Regions from separate parts of the Gossypium hirsutum genome. Here regions 1 and 3 are each linked to region 2. Evidence: chromatin contacts called from public Hi-C data. All regions are on one chromosome and are shown on one strand. Each heading gives the region's core, a stretch centred on a gene start, on an enhancer-like site or on the middle of the called end of the contact. The rest is flanking DNA. Distances are from core to core; before and after follow the strand shown. Region 1 has its middle 14 kb from the start of LOC121208454. Region 2 holds the start of LOC107896648 (phospholipase D zeta 1). Region 3 holds the start of LOC107896643 (eukaryotic translation initiation factor 3 subunit J).

Evidence for each region. A called contact is a pair of places that touch in the nucleus more often than the background predicts.
Region 1: a contact with region 2 is called in a Hi-C map of leaf, with 1.9 times the contacts expected there. The contact joins the enhancer-like site here to the promoter of LOC107896648 in region 2. A contact is called at or near these places in 2 of 34 Hi-C or Micro-C datasets (both in leaf).
Region 3: a Hi-C map of leaf shows a contact between it and region 2, with 4 times the contacts expected there. The contact joins the promoter of LOC107896643 here to the promoter of LOC107896648 in region 2. A contact is called at or near these places in 13 of 34 Hi-C or Micro-C datasets (callus, leaf, petal and 1 more).

What each region holds. Positions count from the first base shown.
Region 1 is chrA10:98,826,212-98,828,954 of Gossypium_hirsutum_v2.1, forward strand. It overlaps the pseudogene LOC121208455. Among protein-coding and RNA genes, the nearest start is that of LOC121208454, 14 kb to the left of the region's middle. Within about 2 kb of position 1,475, at least 2 of the 9 cell types and tissues checked have an H3K27ac peak or open chromatin away from gene starts, as enhancers often do. A contact at or near this core is called in leaf, where this site is marked.
Region 2 is chrA10:98,336,289-98,339,068 of Gossypium_hirsutum_v2.1, forward strand. LOC107896648 (phospholipase D zeta 1) reads left to right here and starts at 1,355. Exons shown (of 20, transcript XM_016821867.2): 1 at 1,355-1,827; 2 at 1,953-2,054; 3 at 2,176-2,291; 4 at 2,381-2,522. The coding sequence starts at 1,618.
Region 3 is chrA10:98,603,993-98,606,730 of Gossypium_hirsutum_v2.1, forward strand. It overlaps LOC107896643 (eukaryotic translation initiation factor 3 subunit J), which reads right to left and starts at 1,359. Exons shown (of 7, transcript XM_016821856.2): 1 at 1,268-1,359; 2 at 1,126-1,170; 3 at 369-490. The coding sequence starts at 1,138.

The sequences.
Region 1 (2,743 bases), core at 225-2,724, 490 kb after region 2:
TACAAGCAAATGATACAAGAGAGACAGAAACTCCACTCCACCGGCCAAATCCATCTGCAGACATTATTAGACACAACAAACAGTTAAGTACGGACCAAATTGAAATTCTGACCATTTTTTTCTAAAAAGCATATGCATGCTATTCAACACTCCAAGATAGGAGCTTTCTTTGTAATTTCAGTCAATATTTTATCAGATGAAATGGAAGATCAGATATCTATCTGGTACCCTAAAAAGGATGTTAAAAGCCTATCAATGGAGATGAACTTGTTTCTTTTTACCCTGAGATCTCTAAAAACACAAAACACGGCCAAATGTAGCATCTGTATCTTCATTTTTCATGCCACTTAACTAGACATTGCACACCTTTTTTTCTGCCATTGACTTGGCAGAATTTCTAAAATTTGTCAAACAAGCAAGACAATATAAGAACATGAAATGAACACAAAAATCACATTGTCACCATCTTAAATCTATGTCATAGTGCACTCATTCTTAAGATATTTAGCTCTTTTATTCCCACACTTTCCGGTGACAAGCAACTTACAATGTCAAAGCCCTTCTATATCAACATCTCTACAATATTATACCATTTGAAATTAGCTTTAACAGATGAAGTTCCTATGGTAATAAGGGGGATTAACAAAAAAAAAAATTGTAGAAACTAATTGCATACTCTCATTTTACCAAAAAAAACACCTTAGGTCCCAATTCTAATAAAATCTGCAAATAAAAGGCTGTCTGAGAATGATAGAAAGAGATAAATTGCCCCTATAATTTAGCAAGCAATTCAATTTAATTCAACATCCATCGAGAAGACTAGATTCAAATATTTTAAGGGCACAATCCTTTAAAGAAAACAATTCTTTGACAAACAATAAATAAACATACAGGCTCAAACCAACAACACAATGATCAATAAGCAGCAATTTGATAAGAAAAGCAATTGCCAAATCCCCCCCCCCCACAAAAAAAAGAAACAAAAAGAAACCCAGAACTTTAAATGGAAGAAAAAGACTTACACTGAAGTCCAATGAATGAGATCAGCTTAAATGCAGCAATATTTCATGGTTTCAGCTTAAATGCAACAATATTTCATGGCTCAACTTAAATATAGAGAAAAGGACAGAACATTGCAATGGGGTTCAGCTTAAATTTGAGATTTTTGGGAGAAACAAAAGTGAAAGGCTCCTTCTTTGAGAGTCAGAAAAGGACTGAGGGATAAAGAAAGAGAGAAGGGTGTGTTTGTGTGTATGTGTGATGTAGTTCAAAGCAATAAATGGAGACACAGAGTAAATAATAGCATAGGGGTTTTCCATTTTTTTTTTAAAAATAATAAAATTAAAATTGCTTTGCTTAAAATTTTGTAATTTAATTTTAATCATTATTAAAACGAAGTGGAATTAAAAAGCCTATAACGTCTCTTTTAACAGGGTCGAGATTTCAAATTCCAAACAGACTTTTGACTGTTCCTGGGAATTCTGATAAACTTACAAGTGGGTTTCAATTAGTTTGTGTACTACTTAATGGATTGGTAAACACGTGTTCAAATCCCTTTTCTGTAAATTTGAGGCAACTTGGTAATTCAATGTCTAATCAAATGGGCCTTTAATCTATAATATATAAATTGATATTACAAGTTAATTTCTGAATTTAATTAATTTTAATATAAAAATTTGATTTTAATATATTTTATTAAATAAATTTAAGAACACCCATATATTTTAATTTAAAAATATTTATTTCAAAAAATACATCAAATGTTACTTTTATTATTTTCATAAATATTTTAAAAGTAATTTTTAAAAAACTCTACTCCTATTGTGATCGTGCAATATCTCGTAATAATAAAATAAATATTTTTTCTTAAATAATTATACTTAGTTTTAAACTTGTGCAATGTACGAAGGTACATTATATTTTAATAAATTTTAAATTTAATATTAATAAAGTGATAATATTTTTATTTTCCATTTATATTTGAAATATTTGTATTTAATAAAAAAGAACTAGAATCAAATTATAATTTATAGCATAAAAAACTTCTCAACAAAAATTAAAATGAAAAAACTTATTTTAATTAACATTAAACTATAAAGATTGATGTAAACTAACAAGTGATTGGATGTAATGGTAAAACATATTACACTTTTAATAAGAAAATAAAGTTCGAACTTTAAAGATGATATTATTAAAAATGATAATCATAAATCTTGAGTTTACCTCTAGTAACCCAAATTGAGTCGCACTAACACCATTAATATACATAACATTACAAACTAAAAATCAGAACCATTTTCCATTTTCTAACACCATTCTAAGAACATTGAATTTCTTTGGACCCCAATTTTAGCAAGGGCAATATTCCAGCTACTTGCTTAAATTAATTGCTTATAGTTTATTGTCAGTGACACATTAATTTAATTAAATATAAATTTAATAAACATAAATTTATATTTATAGCTTTGTATATTACGTTAATAAATATCTTTGAATTAAAAAATATTTTCGAATAAATATCTATCTAATTTATGAATGTATTATTTGTTAAAACGTCCACATGAGCGAATTTGGATATTTACAAAGATATTATTATAAAACTATTAAATCTAATTTTACCTAAATTTCCATGCACTTAAAATTATATGTAACATTGGATTGGAATTTTTATAAATTATAAGTTATAAATATTATTATAAAACTATTAAATGTAATAAACTTTTATCTATTTTATTTAAGCATA
Region 2 (2,780 bases), core at 105-2,604:
TCGGCCGACGTCAAAGCTAACTGGGATACAAGTAACCGCTGCCGGTCAGAACCTGCTAGATCACTCTGCACCAACATTCGTGGACCACCTTCCCTACTAGAGTCCCCGGGCAGCGGTCATTGGTGTGTCGCAAATCTTCGTTTCTCACCGACCACATTAATAGCCTCATTGGAAGTTTTACCACCTGAAGTGATGTATTCTGAAAATCACAAGGCGTTGGGTTATGCGACTAATCATGACTAAACATATTTCTCATTAATTAAAAAATTTCGAAATTTTCACTCTTACACCAAAACCAATAATTTGATGCGAATAAAATATATGACACAACTATTCTCCTAATGTACTATAAATGCGCATAAGGTGTGCAGCTGGTCCTCATCTCATTTGGATAATGCAAACCATACCTTTACTTTGCGGAAGGTCATTTTATAATCTTCCCCTTTGATTAGGGTATAATTGTTGTACATAACTTGTCAAGAGAGGTTCCACTCACCATGGTTAAGGTCACTTTACCTACTATAATATATTGTCAACCATGGCCTTTGCTAACATGTAACATACTCGATATGTGGAGCCTCTTCAATCTATCTCGTCTATAAAGGTGTCAAGCCTCCTTTATGCATAAATAACACGTAAGACTTTATTAAATTCACTCAAGTATAAACACAACTTAATTACCATATAATCAATTAAATTGCTATCTCTATTTTAATCTTAAGAAACAAACAACGATAAGATCTACATAAATATGCATTGAAACTTGAATATCATAGATGACCAACCTATCTATAAATACCCCTCCATTGTTAAAGGATAACTCCTCATGCCAAAAATTTGCCACCCATTATAGTGGCTTTTTACACGAACATCCTCTCATTAATATGTGAATCACCATTCATTTCCTTTTCTTACATCTTTGCTTAAAAAAAAAATCAAAAAGCTTAACCCATCGCTTAATATCAATCAACATTTCATTTCAATGGAAGTGTTTTATGCTTACTTTCCATCAATTTTGTACTATTAAGAAAAAAATCTAATTAAATTGTAAGAATAAACTTTTTTATTAAGAGATTGTTACATTCTTTTTCTTAAAAATATTTATATTACAGAGTGAATATTCGTTAAAATAAGAAATTTGATATATTTTAATATTTATTAAGAATAAAATTTTATTTCGCTTATATTTTTTATATTTATAGATATAAAGTCTAGAAAAATACAGTAAATATATATGATCTTTTATTTTTTATTTTATAACAAAAATACAAATCATTCTGTGTTTTCTCATTTAATATATTTTATTTTGTTAATTTTTGAATTAAAAAAATGAACATAATATCAAATATTGACCGGAAATATTAAGCCAGTGTAGAAATAAGTCGTCTTGCTTCCATCTCCTTGTCTAAAAGTTCCACTTTGGCCCTCTCACCCAACCAAAAGAAATAATAAAAAAATTGCTTCCATTAAATAAAAATCAAAGGAAAAATTGAATTCAAAGAAACCAGTTCAAATCCTATTCTCTCGCTTTCTTCTCAAGTCTTTTATTCCACTTCCATCTTTAATTCATTTGATCCAACGAAAAGGAATTCGATCTTTAATTTACCCATCAATTTCATGGAGTCGGAGCAGTCGATGCTTGTAGGTGGAGCCCGGTACTACCAGATGCAATCGGAGCCGTTATCATCCACGATGTCATCGTCCGCTGAGTCAACTCGGATTTTCGACGAGTTACCAAAAGCTACCATCGTCTCTGTCTCCAGACCCGATGCCGGGGATATCAGCCCCATGCTCTTATCATACACCATCGAATTCCGATACAAACAAGCAAGTTCTTTTTTCAATCAAAATTTTCAACAATTACTTTCAATAGTTTAAATTCCAATTACATGTTTTGCCCTTACCTTCTTTTCTTTCCTGTTCATACTAATTTCTTCATTTTGATTCTTCAGTTTAAGTGGCGGTTAATGAAGAAAGCTTCGCAAGTTTTTTACTTGCATTTTGCCTTGAAGAGACGGTTGTTTATTGAAGAAATTCACGAGAAGCAAGAGCAGGTGTGTACATTAGGAAACGACTACGTTTGTTTGTGTTTTGCTAATTAATAGCTCTTTGCTTCGGAGAAAAAAACTTTAGGATTTGAATGTGGTTTTCACGCTGAATATTATTATATTAAAGGTTAAAGAGTGGCTTCAAAATCTAGGAATAGGAGAACATGCGCCGGTTGTGCAAGATGATGATGAACCGGATGATGATGCTCTTCTTTTACAGCAAGATGAAAGTGTTAAAAACAGGTGTTTGTTATCACAAATTTTCCTAGAAAATAAAAGAAAAATTAACTCCCAGCACTTATGAGTGCCTTCTTTTCTATATTTATAATCAGGGATGTTCCATCAAGTGCTGCTCTTCCAGTTATTAGACCAGCCTTGGGAAAGCAGTCTTCAATGTCCGACAGAGCAAAGGTTGCTATGCAAGAATATTTGAATCATTTTCTTGGAAATATGGATATTGTTAACTCTAGAGAGGTATGCATTTCCAAACATGCTTATACCCTGATGCATTTGTGGCAACTATTCTTTCATTTTACATTTATCTTTATTCTTCATGGGCATTAGACCTTCCCTTAATGGACTCTACTCTGCCTAGAAAATATACCATGTAATGACCTCGTGTGTTTGTGTTGACAAAATGGATAACCAAATTAAACTTAGCTTTCCTTTTTTCGTGCAACAATCATGAAGTAGATGAAGCCTCCTAATTGCTGTTTCAGTAAACTGTCAGTT
Region 3 (2,738 bases), core at 109-2,608, 270 kb after region 2:
CTTAACAAAATTTACAACATCAAATCCAAAATTCAATTTTGGTTGGTAACTTAAGACCAGATCCTACTACAGTATTTATCCTAGTATGTATCCATCCAACTATCCCTGAGATACATTCATGAAAACCAAATTTAGAATATAACTTGTCATTAAAAAGAGCTTATAACTTTCAAAATTACATTAGCAGACCAATACACTAACAATAGACACTAGTAACCAGATCTTCTGGCCTATGGTTAGGTGGTAGAAACTTGATATTTTGCATCATATAGATTTTAAGACAACAGAACTAATGATATTCAGAAAAAAGCTCTAGCAGTAAATACTATTAAACTGACTAATACCTAGTAATAAGGAAGTCATCATACCTGAGGAGGTTCATCTTCATCCTCATCCTCCCATGATTCCTTAACATCAGTATCATCAACATCTTCATCATCCCATTTGCTTTTAGGCAGCTTCTTTGCAGGGATAGGTGGAATCTCATCCTCTACAACAATAACATTCAAAAGTGGGAAAAAAAATGAAAAAGAGGACAAGCAGCAGATCAAAATAAAAAGGACATTGTATGACAGGTTCTTCAGTTAAGGATCTGGAATTACTAAAATATATCATAGTTCTAGTACTAATTAACAACTTGCAGATGAAAGGTATATTGAACTGAAGCTGCTTTAAAGTAGTGTGGAACTCTTTGCACTTTAAACCTCCTAGGTAAGAATGGGCCAACCGTCAGCCAATGGCTTGAGCTCAATTTGAGAACAAGCACTTGTGAATCACTAAAATTAAAGCTCGGTCTAGCTTCCCAACATGTTGCTGGAATCGCTAAGCTTCCGCTTGAAAAAAGAAAACCCACTCAGTTTTCTCTGTAATCTAATCCTTTCCACCATGCAACACCACAACCGATTCCCTAATAAACCCTTACTCAAGGCAGTCAGCTTTGAGAAACCTCAACCCCATAAAAAAACGAAAGAAAAAGCATACAGTAATCAAACTAGTCAAAATAAAGCCTCCGCATGCAAGTTCGTACACAATAAAACATACAAAAGGAAATTCGGACATTAGTTATCAATCAAATTCTTACTAAAAGAATAAACAAGTTATCGAAATTGAGAAAAAAATATTTACCCCAGTCCTCCATTTACTCTTAACTTATCGAATCGAATAACAATCCTGAATACCAGAAATTGAACAAAAAAAAAACTTCAGACAAAAAAAGTTTTGAAAAAAAGAGAAAAGTTGACAATAAATCCATGAGGAAATTACTTGCCTTGATATAATTATAGTAGAAGAGATGCTTTAATCTGGCTGGCTTTGTTTTTTTTTCTCTCAGTTAGAGTTAAGACGCCAAAATACCGACTTAACGAAGATTAATATTTTTAGGGCTTTTATATTTTCCTTTTAAAATATTATTTTTTAAATTGACGGCTTTTAAAGCCCACTAAGATTATCGGCCCACTAATTGGCCCATTCGGGTTAAATCGGGATTACCGGGAAACCCTGTTTATAGATATCTTATCTATAAATTTAAGATTAAGATGTTCATTCCAATGAAAGGGGGATGAGTGATTTCTAACCAATATTCCAAATAAGATTTAATATAATAATATCTTAGTGTTAGTTAAAACCTAAAAAAAGTTTCATATCTTTAATTGATTGAGTACATTTATATTTTACGCCTACACAATAAATTTACTACACAAAGTTTCATATCGATGCTTTTCGTGCTTTAGTCCTTACACAGCCTCCTCTTAAAATTACTTCTCTAAGGCAAAGTCTAGGATATTACTTACTTGTTCTTTAACATCCCGTTTTTTAGTGGTGTCAAAAACAATAGTTTTGAGATCATAACTATGACGTATCAATCCATAAATATTAATTATTTAATATTTATGAGGTCATTAGGGTTTTATTAGATTTTGGTTAAAAAATTTTATTGTTCATATAGTTAATTAATTAAATAGGATTAAATAGTAAAAGAGGTAAAAATTAATCGCTATAGTTTTAAAATAGTAAAGGGACCAAAATGGTGATTAAACCATGGTCAAAAAGTCCAAGCGATGGTGGAATGATTAATCAAATAGCTTTTGGGCTATTTCCTTATTAAGTCCTAATTAGTTCAGGGTTAAATTAGAATTAATTTTGTTTTGCTAAAAATTTAAAATAATTGAAGAACCAATTGTGAAATTAAACCCTCCTTAAATGGTAATTATACCATTAGTTAAGATAGTGGACGGTTTAGGTGAGTTGAAGTTGAAGTTGAAATTTCATTAGAAATTAAAGGTTAATTTAATAAATTGACAAATCAATTAAGTAAAATAAAATATAAAAAAATTAAAAGGTATCATCTCCTCCAACTTACCATCTTTAGCAGAAACACCATAACAAGGGAGAGAACACTTTCGGCCAAGCTAGGGCTCTTTGATTTGGTAGGTAAACCTTCCCCCTTTTTAGTAATTTTCATATTTTTGAGCTCATATTAGCTTAATTTAGCTAATCCAGGGACTAATTGGTAAAATTGTTAAATGTTGTGGATTATATTGATGAGTTTAGTATGTTTTTGAAGTTTTATGGAAGATTATTAAGCTTGATTGTTAAATAGAACTATTTCATAAAGTAACTTTTAATAATTTTAATGTTTAAGGACTAAAATGTTAAAGTAATAAAATTACAAGGACTTAATGTGAGATAACATCAAATATGGGCTGGAGGGAAGTATTAAACAATTCGTCTGAACTTAT